Regions from separate parts of the Mus musculus genome. Here region 1 is linked to region 2. A link is a contact called in public promoter capture Hi-C data. All regions are on one chromosome and are shown on one strand. The core of a region is the stretch at or near the end of the contact, and the rest is flanking DNA. Distances in the headings are between cores, read along the strand shown.

Region 1 (6,530 bases), core at 3,865-6,364, 88 kb after region 2:
TTTTGGGATAGCATTTGAAATGTAAATAAGGAAAATATCTAATAAAAAAATGAAGTTTTATCAAATTCTGTCCATTATTACCTGCCCATCTTTTACAGGCTTGACACAACTCTCATAGACTTTACTGACATGAAGTGCCAACGAGGGGATCTAAGCTTCATCTTCAATGGGGATGCTGCACCCTCTGAGTCTTTTGTAGTGTTAGACAATGAACAAAAAGTTTATCAGCGAATACACCATGAGGTGAGCATATCTTATTAATATTTCCCTAAAGGGTTGAAAATGTGTATGTATTTACTAAAGCCTCTGTATAAGGGCTTCATTTAAAGCATAAAGTATAGTTAATGTGGTTGATTTGAAAAGCTTTATTGCAACCATCTACCCCCTAGTAGAGTTGAGGTGATTCCTAGGGTAGTGGCCTTGGCTTCTCCTAGTTTTCACTGGCTCTCATGTTGAGTCTCTGCTAACAGAGAGACCCTTTTGCCATCTGTTGTCTAACCAACTGAGTTGCTACTGTCATTGATGTCTACAAAGCCCCGAACAGAGGCTCTGCTTTCTACCTTGGGCTCCTTTACCTCCCCCTCTTCTCCCTTTGGTTCTGCTGTATGTTCAATTACACCTCATCCATTCCTTTTTTTCTGCTGCAAACCAGGGGTCTCTCAATATCCATGTGTCACCAGGAGCTATGCAGATAGTTCCTGTGTTTTTTATTTTGAGGTGGGGAGAACTCCTGAGCTCAAGTGCTTCCCCTGCCTCAGCCTCCTCAGTGTTCTGTAGATGATTTTAAAGTTCCTTTCTTCCTGTTTACCTTGTCTTGTTCATTCCCACATCATGTGTCTTAGATTGGACTTTATAGTTAACATTGTATGTGCACTAATGAAATAGTTTTCTAACTCATACCAAGAAATATAGATTTACAGGAGAAAAGAAGAAGAAGCAAGGGTATTCTTTGGAGAGGAGCCAGGTGAATGAAGTCAGGAAAGGAAGAGTAAGGACAGGCCATTTGGGAAAAAGATCTGACTTCAGTGAGAAAAAGTGTCAACGCCCTAAAAGCCAGAAAAGTTACCTCACAGTCTGCTGCAGTCAGCAACAGAGGGTCACAGATTTTTAAATAAGGTATCGATTTGACCAAATATTGGTGAATCTATTTTATTCTTTTTTCCTTTTGCTATCAGCCACCCAGAGTTGTCTTCCCTCCTGCCCTTTCCCCATTACACATGCCATAGCTGCTAGGAGCTTCCAGGTGCTGTGGGCAGCAGTGTGTAGTAACAGTCAGTGGAGTCTATGTTAGGGTTAAAATCTAAGTGCTCTATAGCTTTTAATGCTGCAAATAAGAAGAATATATGCAAATTAGTATTTCTGTTTTATAGATTACAGATGATAGGTTTCTCCTAGTGTTCAAAATGAGTTAGAGAGCAATTGGAGGCAAGGGAATTATGTGAGAAGCTTACGACCTAAGTATTTATTCATAAATAATTAAGTCTTGTTATTCTGGGAACAAAGAGGCTGAGTAGAAAAGCTCGTGGCTACAACTGAGTCTACAGCATAACTTGAAATTATACCAATACCATCCTCACTACCATTACAAACAAAGGGTACAAAATCCCGACATTAGTGCTAATGAATAATGGGTGAAAATAGATTCCTGGGTAACACAAATACTGAACAAAGTTTTCTAAAGAAATACTTTGGATGCAATAGGTTGAGAAGATAAATCAAATGCTCCAAATTTTGTATAGGTCAGCTTGGGTACTGAACACTGTAAGTGTTCTTCCTTTTGAGTTCAGACAAGCTTTAGGAACAGAAATCCATCTATAAATCAAGGAACATCTCTTGACCCCTCACTATAAATGATCTGCTGTTAATTACATTCCTTCAACAAGCAGTTAGTAAGCAATTATTGTCATGTTTGCATTTTACAATAAACAACTGGTATCCTCACTTAGTATCTCAAGAGTTTGATTCTGGGACTATCCAGAGGTACTAAAACCTGACATGCTCCAGTCTCAAGCACACAATAGCATGATGTTTGCACATGGTATGCACACATCCTCATACGACATTAAATGTACTTCAGACAGCATAAACAGCACGCTGATCTGCAAGTACAAGAGCCTACTGTATTCCTGTTCAAGGACTGCTGCTCAAAATCTAATTTCCTTGCATTTAAAATCTGATTTCTTTGCATCTTTGGCACTGTGAACATAGACCCATCTATATATTACTCCTCATCATCACTGCTCAAGCTCTTAAAAGTCCTTGCACCTTCAGCACAGGACACATGGACATGTACACCCCCCACCCATCAAAATAAGAGAAAATAACAATCACTGTTCATTAATATCTCTCAACATCAATGGACTCAATTCTCCAGTTTAAAACACACACACACACACACACACAGGCTAACGAAATGGATATGAAAACAGAATCCATCATTCTGCTGCATATAAGAAACATACCTCAGCAATAAAGATAGCTATTATATCAGAGTAAAGCACTGGAAAAATTTTTTTCAAGCAAATGGACCCAAGAAGCAAGTAGAGTAGCCATCTTAGTATCTAATAAAATAGACTTTCAACCAAAATTAATCAAAAGAGACAGGGAAGTATACTTCATACTCATTAAAGGAAAAATCTACTAAGATGATATCTCAATTCTGAATATCTGCGACCCAAACATAAGGGCTGTTATGGTCAGCTCCCTTACTCCCTTACTCTTAGAAGTTACTGAAAAGGAAAGATTCAGACAACAATGATGGATATATATATGTATATATATGTGTGTGTGTGTGTGTGTGTGTGTGTGTGTGTGTGTGTGTGTGTGTGTGTACAATAGCAATAACTGGAGGCTAATTTATCTCCATTTAAAGTAAACAAAACTTTTATAAATAGACCAAATAGTTCTGTACTAACAGTGGGTTTATTATATTTATATAGAAGTGTGAAAGTGCTGTACTTTTTATGCCTGCCTTTTAAAGATTCATTATTAGTCATAATTCTGAGTAATTAAAGATATTAGACACAAAAATTAAACTTCTGGTTTTAGAATAAATAATATCATGTTACTTGTCTTTTGAAATTTGTAATATCTTTGAAGAAAACCCAGATTCTTATTTTAACTTTTGCCCCCAATCTAGGAGTCAGAGATGGAAACAGAAGAAGAAGTTGATATTTTAATGAGCAGTGATATTTATTCTGCAACTTTATCAACCAAATCCATTTCTTTCACACGTGCCCAAACTGGATGGCTTTTTCGGGAAGATAAAACAGTATGTAAAAATTTAGATATTTTTGAACTTAAAAATTGTTATCTAGTATCACCAAAATAATGATGAAATATAGAAATTGTCCTTAGATAGGCAGATTGTTTCTCGTTTTTTTGAATTCACATAGGTAGTTAACAGTGCATATTTATGGGGCTCACTTGTATTCTTGGGAAAGCTCAGAGAAAGTGTGGTTTACTTGAACTCTTCTTGTCTGCCTTCCCTTATAAGAAAGTTCGCACATGGCTCCATTCTTTTTCTAGTGCTTTTTGTTTAAGAGGCTTGTGAAGAGATGTATATACTTTGTTTTGCTGTGTCTTTCCTCTTACTTTAGGCTCTTTTATCTTGTCTGCTCATATGACGCTTATATTTCTATAAGATGCCAAATTTAAGTGTCAGTGGAAGTTTCTATAATTCCCATCACATCTGTTAGCAGGAGAATGTAAGATCACCTAATATATGCTAAGGCTCTTTTGCCTGGCATGCACTGTATGCAATATTGATGAAGGAGTGTTCAGGTTTGAAATTGGTCTGAATTGCGTGTATTTATTAAAACACCATTGTATATTAAATTCATGGTATAATTTTGAATTAAATGAATAATGAAACATTTTAATAAATAATACTTATAAATTCATAAAATTAAATAATACAAATTTAACAATAAGAGCCAAATCAGGTAAAGGGTGAGATTTAATTTTTTTAAAGTTACATCTTATTGAACATAATAAGTGAATGTTTTCATATTAGAAAAACAAAAATAAGCCTTGTATTCACGTAAAACTCATAGAAGAGAGAAATGAAGGGTGTAGAGGATGAGTGAGGTGAGCTATTCGAGAAAAGGGAAGAAAACTGACAGGGTTGTGGAGGGAGACCTTTTTTGCTTAAAGGGGATTGGCTTGTGTTTTATGGGACTTTACATGTCTGAACTGTGTATAGTAGGCTGGACATTAACAGGAGAGTTGGGATTATTTGGAGTTAAAAATCTGCTGTTAGGCTGTCAGGGTTTTTGTGTTACAAAATTTTAAAGTTCAGTTTTAAAGCAGAATTACATTTTCTTCTAGAATTCTTAGTCTTTGCTATTAAGACTCAGGGTTGGATAAGACCCACATAGTTTATAGAGGGAAATCTACTTTTTCAGAGTCTGTTAATTTGGTGTTAATTGTATTAAAGATGCCATCACAGCACATGTTGACCATCACAAGATTAAATATCATACAGCTTTACATATGAAGTCAGGAAACTCTAGTGGTTACTGTCTATGATACTGGAACCCCTGTAGACTTTTTTAGTGTTTTTCACACATAAATACTTCTCTGTAAGTAATGTGCTGTGCTTTGTACTGATACTCTTTAATACAGTGCTGTCAAAGGCTTTGGAATTGGCTGTCCATGAGTGTGGCAGGAACCTCTACTTCACACATAAATGCTGCTTATGCCCGTTAGCAGCTTGCATGTGACACAGTGAAGGTGCCTACAGTACTTACCTGCAGCCATAGTGTTATAGATACAGGAATGAATAGCTTACATTGCTGCTGTTTCCTCCTTTGTAACTGAATTTATCCCCCTTCCCCATGCCTTTGCAGTGCACAGTGTAGGCAGTAGGAACTGCAGTGGCTGGATCATGAGCAGCACATACCTGATACTTTTGTTCATAGCATAGCTTTTGTTTAACTGCTGCTCCTTTTTATGGTCACAAGACCTGTTAACCACCTCCTAGCCAAACTTAACTTTGACCTTTGAGCCCTCAAAGCCTATTTGGCAACAAGTGGCACTTTGGACTCCAGGCTGTGGGTCCAACATTACAGTGCATTTGTTGCTTTGAAGTCTTACTTGTCTGTACTCTGTTCTTCTGGGCAGCATTAGATGGATCTCCCCAAGAGAAGATAAATATTGAAAACTGCTGTCCACCTAGTGTTACCACTAAGCAGCCAAAAGCTCTTGAGGAGCGGCTAGGTGACCTCCTTAAGTCGTTGACAGGTAAGGAGGGAGTCAGTATACCATGGTTCCCATTTTGTAGATAGAAACTTGTTTAAAATGCTTGGCTTCCTGGTGACTTTTAAGAGATGTCCTATATACACAGTTTTGGACATGTCAGGGTGGAGTAGGCAGCCTGGATGTAGGTAAAGATGGGAAGCTGGGTCAGGTAAAGTTCGTCGTAATAAGTAGGTAACTTTTTACATGGGAGTGTGTGAGGGTTGGAAGTGTGGGTCGGGGTCGGATGATTAATGAAGCATCCCTGCAAAGAACTGTTTGCTCTCTTTTGGATGCCTTTTTATCTGTGCCTGCATCTATGATGTAAACACTTTACATGTATTATTGAGCAAGGCTACTTGTATTTGCTTCTTTTCAAAGCAGTAACTTTTATCCAGTCAGAGATCAGAGAGGGTCCAGTGTGGCATGGACTGTGGATTTTAATCCTGCTTTTCTATCTATAAAATGGGAACAACAGTGTTACCTCTGACCCCTCCTTGTTATTTGAAATTGCGTGTTTAGTGAACTTCTAAGATTGCTTTGTGCTGCTTGGTAGTGAAAGAACACCAGTGTACTTCTGTTTAGACTACCTAATGTGCAGGTTAACTAGCATTACTTTAAATTTCCCTTTGTAGTTTGGAAATGAATGATTGTATTTTTAACTTACAAAAATAATTTGGTGACTTTAAATATCAGGATATTTATTTTCACCTACATGGTACATACTTACAGAGAAATTTATGATCTCAACGCTTTTTTAAAATCTGAGATCAACCTTCCTTTAAACTGTCATTTTGGAATATTTGATTTGTTTTAGGAAAGAGTAGGAAACTTTTTGGCAGACTTTTATCTGGTGAATGGACTTGTTCTAGAATCAAGGAAAAGGAGGGAGCACCTGAGTGAGGAGGACATCCTGCGGAACAAGGCCATCATGGAGAGCCTGAGCAAAGGGGGGAGCCTGGCGGAGCAGAGCTTTGAGGTACACTCTTCATTACCTCTGTCTACCTGTACAACTCCATTCTCTTTGTTTCTGAATAATAGAGGATGGGGGGGGGGGATCTTTGGTATAGTTTTGAGTCTGTGCTTTGTCTTTGAAGTCATTTTGTAAGCATGGATTGTGGTGTTAATTTTATTCCATGTCTTGTTGCCTGCTGCCTTCAAGACCCAGCTGAAGGTTCACCCACTCCTGGGCCATATCTACTGTGTACAGCCTGGGAACTATGTATTGAGTCTCTGCTTATTGAAACACTGTGTGCAATGAGTATGGGGCTCAGAAGAAGTGGGAAAAAGAA
Region 2 (6,611 bases), core at 4,038-6,537:
CTTACAACCATCTGTAATGGGATCTGATGCCCTCTTCTGGTGTGTCTGAAGAGAGCAATAGTGTACTCTATACATAAAATAAATCAATAAATGAAATCTTAAAAGGAAGAGTAATGTACTGAGTCGCTTCATGTCAGCTTGACACAAGCTACGGTCATCTGAAAGGAGGGAAACTCAATTGAGAATGTGCCTCTATGAGATCCAATCTGTAGGGCATTTCCTTAATTAGTGACTGATGGAGGAGAACCCAGCCCATTGTGGGTGGTGCCATCCCTGGGATGGTGGTACTGGGTTCTATAAGAAAGCAGGCTGAGCAAGCCAGGAAGAGCAAGCCAGCAGCCAGCACCCTCCAAGGCTTCTACATCATCAGTCCCTGCCTCCAGGTTCCTGCTCTGTTTGATTTCCTATCCTGACTTCCTTTAGGGATGGACTACAATGTGGAAGTGTTACCCATACTAACCTCCTTTCCAACTTGCTTTTGGTCATGGTGTTTTCATTGCAGCAATAGAAACACTGACTAAGATCCTAACACTGTGCGTAGTGTTTCTAAGGCAAAGGAGTTAACATATGTCTGGGTGGCTAACCCAGTGTGCAGACTCTGCTTCCTCTCCTGCACACTGCAGAGCTCCTCCAGTCACAACTGGGCTGGGAGGCCCAGAAAAAAGGGCGATCAAGCAGTCAAGCCCCAACCTAAATTTACGTATCCATACTCTTAAACCCAATTCCTAATAAATCAGGAAACATCTATTTATGGAGAAAACCTTAAAGCAATAAACATTGTCTTCTGTGAGGAGCAAACTGATTGCAAATATGCCCTCTTGTGCATGCACACCCTCTCTCAGGCATCTTCCTGAAAACTGGGGAAGAGCCATGCCATCTGGTGTACTTCAAACCTGACTTAGATCTATTTCTTTACATTTCTTACTGTCCTTACAATTGTAAATGGGAAATATGCCTATATGCTTGGAAGCACTTTAACACTGAGCTTCCGGAGACACAGTCATTGATGAATGTGTACAAAACTAACACAAAAATATCCCATGAGTGCTAAGTATGGTGCAAGCCAAGCATTTGGAGTTAGATACAAAATGGTCAGTAATTTAATGTCATCCCTGGCTGCAGGACCCACCTTAAAAAAAAATCTAAAAACAAACAAATTAACCAAAATCATGTTCATTGTTAACACGTAAACACTAAAAAAGCAATGGTGTCATATTCCTTTGGTCACAGCTGTAATAAACAGTCATATTGCTTGGGACTCTAGCAGGACAGGCCAGCCGTCAGCAGTAACCACGGCCTTACTATTAATCTCATCCTATAGATGCAGACTTGCTGCAGGAGTTGGCATGATGTATCAGAGGTCACTGCAATGTCACATGCACACACAGTGGAGGCCAAGGTCCACCTCAATCGATCTCCAACAATGAATCTGGAGTAGCGGGAGCCATGGCAAGCAAGCAAGCTTCCTGGAGACAGCCCACCATTTTTCATGGCTGCAGTGGGTGAATCCCCAAAAGGCATGGCCCCAGGAGCTTCCTCCCAGGACTGCTCCTTACTCCTACTGCTCCTTCTCATGTTTGTCATTGCCATATTACTCATTGTTTTGACATGATGTGATTGGGCAAAGAAAGACCCTGTCTTCCCTATAGTCTGTTATGATTGATTCCTGGGCATTAATCCACTCTATTGGGCAAATTTCCTGCAGTTCAATAGGAAGATGAACTTTCATGAAAAAATGCTGTTTAGATGATTTTCTAATTTCTGATACTAATTTTATAGAACTCCCCAATTGACTCAAGTAATTTTAAGCTCCCTGTAGAATAAAAAGCTACAAAGAGTTTTGTGTCATGAGCTAATTGTACTAGGAAAAGAAAATAGGTCTGGAACAAATTTACAGTCAAGGAAAACATTCCTTCTAGATTAGGAATGAGGCCACTAATCTTTAACTAAAGGTCATAAACCGAGAATGGGCAATTTATTATAGGTGCAAGGACAGAAAATAAGTGATTGACTAGTTTATCTATATAAGACTTCAAAATAATAAGACATAAAACAGATAATTTGTCTCTTGACAAAAACCTTGCTAACTTATGACATAAAAACTATTGCTATAAACTTATAATGAGTTCATGGAGCTAAGAATGTTTAGTCAGATATGACACTTAATGGAAAGACATGTACACAATTATGCTCTAATCTATGACATGAACTATTGCTTTAAACTTACTATGAACTTATGGAACGTAAAAGTGTTTAGAAGACCATGTAGTCAATTATCCTGCTGTAACAATTCTACCTGACAATTGCTTTTATAGCCCTGACGTAATTTTTTTATGTAGAGAACTTTTGCATAAGAAGGTAAAAAGCCTGAAGGAAATAGAAGTGGAGCCTTTTTTTTTTTTTTTGCTTCAACCAGATTTTGTGTGTGTGTGTGTGTGTGTGTGTATGATTCTTTTTCTTTCCCTTTCTCTCTCGTAGGCCCCTAAAGAGTTAAAAAGATTCTCTAATAGAGAAGTGCCAGCCCAAGTAATTAAGTTTCTTTTCCTAATCCCCTGCTGTTATCAGCAGGAGTTAACTGCCAGGAGATATCAACTCTGGCCCCAGAAGAGCCAAAGAGAGCCAGGAGCTAACAGCTTTTGATCTGTCTGATGCTACATCCTACCTCAGTTTACCTGGGTGTCAAAGTCAATTTTTGACATTGTGGAGCTCACTGATGCCACTTCACTGGCTAACCAGCAAGTCTTTAGCATCTTCCTCTCTCCTTCCCCCCAGCACTGGGATTACAGGCATGCCCCAACATGTCCAGCTTTTTGTTTGTTTGTTTGTTTGTTTTTTGTTTTTGTTTTTTTTTTTTTGGTTTTTTCGAGACAGGGTTTCTCTGTATAGCCCTGGCTGTCCTGGAACTCACTTTGTAGACCAGGCTGGCCTCGAACTCAGAAATCCACCTGCCTCTGCCTCCCAAGTGCTGGGATTAAATAAAGGCATTCGCCACCATGCCCGGCTCATGTCCAGCTTTTTACATGACTACCAGGAGGCCAAGTTCAAGTCCTCGTGCTTCTGTTGCAAGCACTTGACCTCCTGACCCATTGCCCCAGTCCCAACCCATACTATATCTGACACAAAGCCTCAGGAATGAATTTGCTGTGTATTCCTGAACTTACCAGCCTAGCTCGCTGGGTCTGTCTCCCTGTCTGTAATACAAGCTTCTGGGTGCCTCTTCTCTAAAATCCTCTGGCTAATACCTGGGTTAGGGAGGCGGTGGAATGTCAGGTAAGTTTGGGTATATCTACTCAGAGAGCACATCATCATCAAGGACAACATATTAAGAAGATAAGTGGGTTTACAGTATAGGTAGACCCTCCTCTTATCACATTGGGCACAGGACATATTTTCTAGTCTCCAGGGAACCTTGACAGCTTTTCTGGGATAAAGTCTACAATCTCCCTTCCAAGGCCCAATGGGGAGAATGGCAGCATAGGACATAGTTATTTCTCTCTCTGGCAGGACTGGGCAAGAGGAAGCATTTGAGAAGGGCATTGCTCCCTCCTTTACCTTGTCCCCACAGGCTTATATGACTTAGGAGATGGCACATGCCTGTGGTCCCCACCCTCTGCTGAGGTGTGTGAATGAACAAAGTCTAGCTGTGAATAAAAATCTAGAAGGAGTCTGTGTCTATAGAGACTGATGGACTGATTGGAATTCAGTACTGTGGAAGAATTGGAATTTTGTAGGATCAGAGACTATTTACTTTATCTTGGGCTAGTGTTAGCCTTCTGAAATAGCAATTCCTTGCCCCACTCTGTATCTGAACATCTTGTGATGGTAATAAATAAGACCTCTTAGAAGCTATTAAGTTAGCAGAATACTAGCTTCCAACAATCCAAGATTAAGAGTCTCATCAACAGCGTTTTGGGACTATAAAATGGCTCTCACTATCTCATTGTTCCAAACAATGTATCTTAAACTTGTCTTGATTTATAACTTTTTTTTGTTCTGTGAAACTATAAAAAACCCTGTGTGATGAGTTGTATATTTTTGGACCAGGGAGTGGCACCATTTGGAGGTGTGACCTGGTTGGAGTAGGTGTTTCACTGTGGATTTGGACTTAATACTCTCACCCTAGGTGCCTGAAAGTCAGTCTTCCACTAGCAGCCTTTGGATGAAGACGTAGAACTCTCAGCTCTTCCTGCACCATGCCTGCCTAGATGCTGCCATGCTCCCACCTTGATGATAATGGACTGAACCTCTGAATCTGTAAGCCAGCCCCAATTAAATGTTTTTTATAAGACTTGTCTCGGTCATGGTGTCTGTCCACAGCAGTAAAACCCTGACTAAGACACCCTGTGAAACTGCTTCCACATTGGAACATGGAATTTGTGTTAACTTAATCTGGGTTCCTGGGTCTGTGGTCTTACTCCCTTGAAGATGAGAGCTGTGGTTTTATGTCAGTGAGTGAGAGAGACACTCAGCCCAATGCAGCAGCTTAGCAGGAGACATAAAGAAATCAAGGTAAAACAATCAACAATTAAAAGTAAAGACTAGATAAGTGATATGCAAAAATAACAGAGAAACAGGAGAATACTTACGGAAGCTCAGCCAGACTCTCATATCCTCCCAGGCTCTCTGCCAGAGTAAACAGCTAGCAAAGAAAACAGAAATTTAGAACAGCTGATAATGGTGCTAAAATCTGAAAATGAATGCTTCTGATGAAAGCATGAAGAGTGATAATAACTATGAATAAATCAAGAATCAGGCAAGATAATAAGAAAAAAGTCATATTACAGTTTAAGACAATGCTTTTGACAATTAGATGTACTGTCTTCAAATCTTTAAAACATGAAAAGCTGCTTGCCTTTGAAGCCTGGGCTATCATTCTAGCACTCAGGAGACAGAGGAGGAGGATCTCTGTGAGTTCAAGGCCAGCCTAAACATCACAGTGAGACCTTATCTCCATGAACTTTACAAGGTAAGGGCCATAGCTCAGTGAAAGTGTGCTTGCCTGACATGTCCAAGATCCTGAGTTTCATCTCAGCACTACAAAATCAATGAATCAACAATAAACTGACCAAAGCCAGTCTCCTGCATCACCCTATTTTTTATTTATTTTTTTATTTATTGTTTAGACAATACCTAAAAAATCTGTATGTATCAAATATGCTTAAGACAGATGTTGGCCACATGGATACTGACAGGAGATTTGGTCCCTTCAGCCACCAGAACTATACCCTGAGTGATCTGCCCGGTCTGGGCGGGGCTGGTTCTACCAAAGCTCATGGGTCAAAGTTGAGGTCCTCAGTGTGGTATACCTTTAAGAAGCAGGGACCTTAGGTGCCAATGGGCTCCTTGACTGGTGACTGCTCTCACACATGATGCCATTTGCCACCAGGACTTAAGGAAGGGGCCACCTAACACTGAACTTATGCTTTTGGTCTTCAACAGTCAGTGAAGTAAACTTTTATTTATAAAATAGCCTGTCTCTGGCATTTTGTGATAGAAATGAAAAACGGGCTAATCTATCCAGTGTTGGGAATTATGGCAAGCAATAAGGACTAAGACTGTGTTACAGCACCATAAAATTTACTCCAGAAAGGAAGCGTTGGGGGAAAATCCAATCCTGAGCTCACCTTTAGATTTTTGAGGAAGGCCTTAGCATGCTGCAGAGCACCCTTGATGTAGAAACTGACCATCCCTGGGCAGCCCGAGCACTGGCGTTTGGCCAGCTCATGCTGAGGGTGAGAGGGTAGCCCTGCAACCACAGAACACGAGAGAAGTTTCATTCTAGAGCTACATATACAACTTCAAGGGAGCAAGGCCACTGACCCCTAAGTCTGCCGAAAGTATCCCTAACAATGGGGTTGTGCAAGTCTTTCTCTCCTGTCAAGCATTTAAGACATCTCTTCTACTCCTCCCATGCCCCGACCATGTCTCTTCTCTTGACTCCATCAGCCTGTGCTCTCTCTATTCAGGATCTCTGCAGGTCCGAACTCCCTGGTTAATTGCACCCTTCTGCAATTCCTTAATGTATTTTAGGAACAAGGCTATCTTCAGGCAGTGGATAGCACTTGTTAAATGTTCATGGTCAAGTATTTCCAGAGGTATCCAACAACTGTTGGGCTTGTATTTTCTGTAGGAATATGCATGCAATATTAATAAAATAAATGCATTTTACCAAATAGCAGTGAGAGATTCGAGCTCATATACATATCTAGTATGGTTTGCCCAATTTCCTTGAAGACAAAAATCTTAACTACTGTACTCATGATCCATCCTGTGGCCACAGGATCTAAGAACAAGGCTGCATAAGCCCATGGCAGCTTACCTGCTAACATAAACTCAGAGGGAAACAATGAGCCTACGAATCTACCCGAAAAGGCTGGTGAACTGAAAAGAGTCTGGGGAGAATTCTGGTATATTGTCTCAGTGAGACAAACTTAAATCAGACTATAGTAAGAGCTAGTGTTGAACAAGTGACTGGCAGGGCCATCAGGCAATTAACAGAATTATCCTGTGATGGGGTCTACACAAGCCTCAGATGCAAAAGCATCTCACATGTGAAGGCGGTCTTAACACCTGACATTCATTGCCTTCAGACCAACATCTTGTCTATCCAT

The links. Capture Hi-C pulls out chosen DNA fragments and counts their contacts.
Region 1: a contact with region 2 is called in a promoter capture Hi-C map of liver. The contact joins two enhancer-like sites. A contact is called at or near these places in 12 of 484 Hi-C or Micro-C datasets (the CH12 cell line, adipose-derived mesenchymal stem cells, differentiating embryonic stem cells and 3 more), 4 of 115 datasets of contacts at active chromatin or transcription factors (all in embryonic stem cells) and 3 of 9 other capture datasets (adipose tissue, liver and pancreatic islet).

Annotation. Positions count from the first base shown.
Region 1 is chr3:157,988,542-157,995,071 of GRCm38.p6, forward strand. It overlaps Ankrd13c (ankyrin repeat domain 13c), which reads left to right. Exons shown (of 13, transcript NM_001013806.2): 7 at 99-243; 8 at 3,140-3,271; 9 at 6,056-6,217. Among named protein-coding and RNA genes, the nearest start is that of Srsf11, 45 kb to the right of the region's middle. Within about 2 kb of position 5,115, at least 16 of the 459 cell types and tissues checked have an H3K27ac peak or open chromatin away from gene starts, as enhancers often do. A contact at or near this core is called in liver, where this site is marked.
Region 2 is chr3:157,900,559-157,907,169 of GRCm38.p6, forward strand. It overlaps Cth (cystathionase (cystathionine gamma-lyase)), which reads right to left. Exons shown (of 12, transcript NM_145953.2): 9 at 5,625-5,746; 10 at 4,587-4,639. Among named protein-coding and RNA genes, the nearest start is that of Cth, 21 kb to the right of the region's middle. Within about 2 kb of position 5,288, at least 1 of the 459 cell types and tissues checked has an H3K27ac peak or open chromatin away from gene starts, as enhancers often do. A contact at or near this core is called in liver, where this site is marked.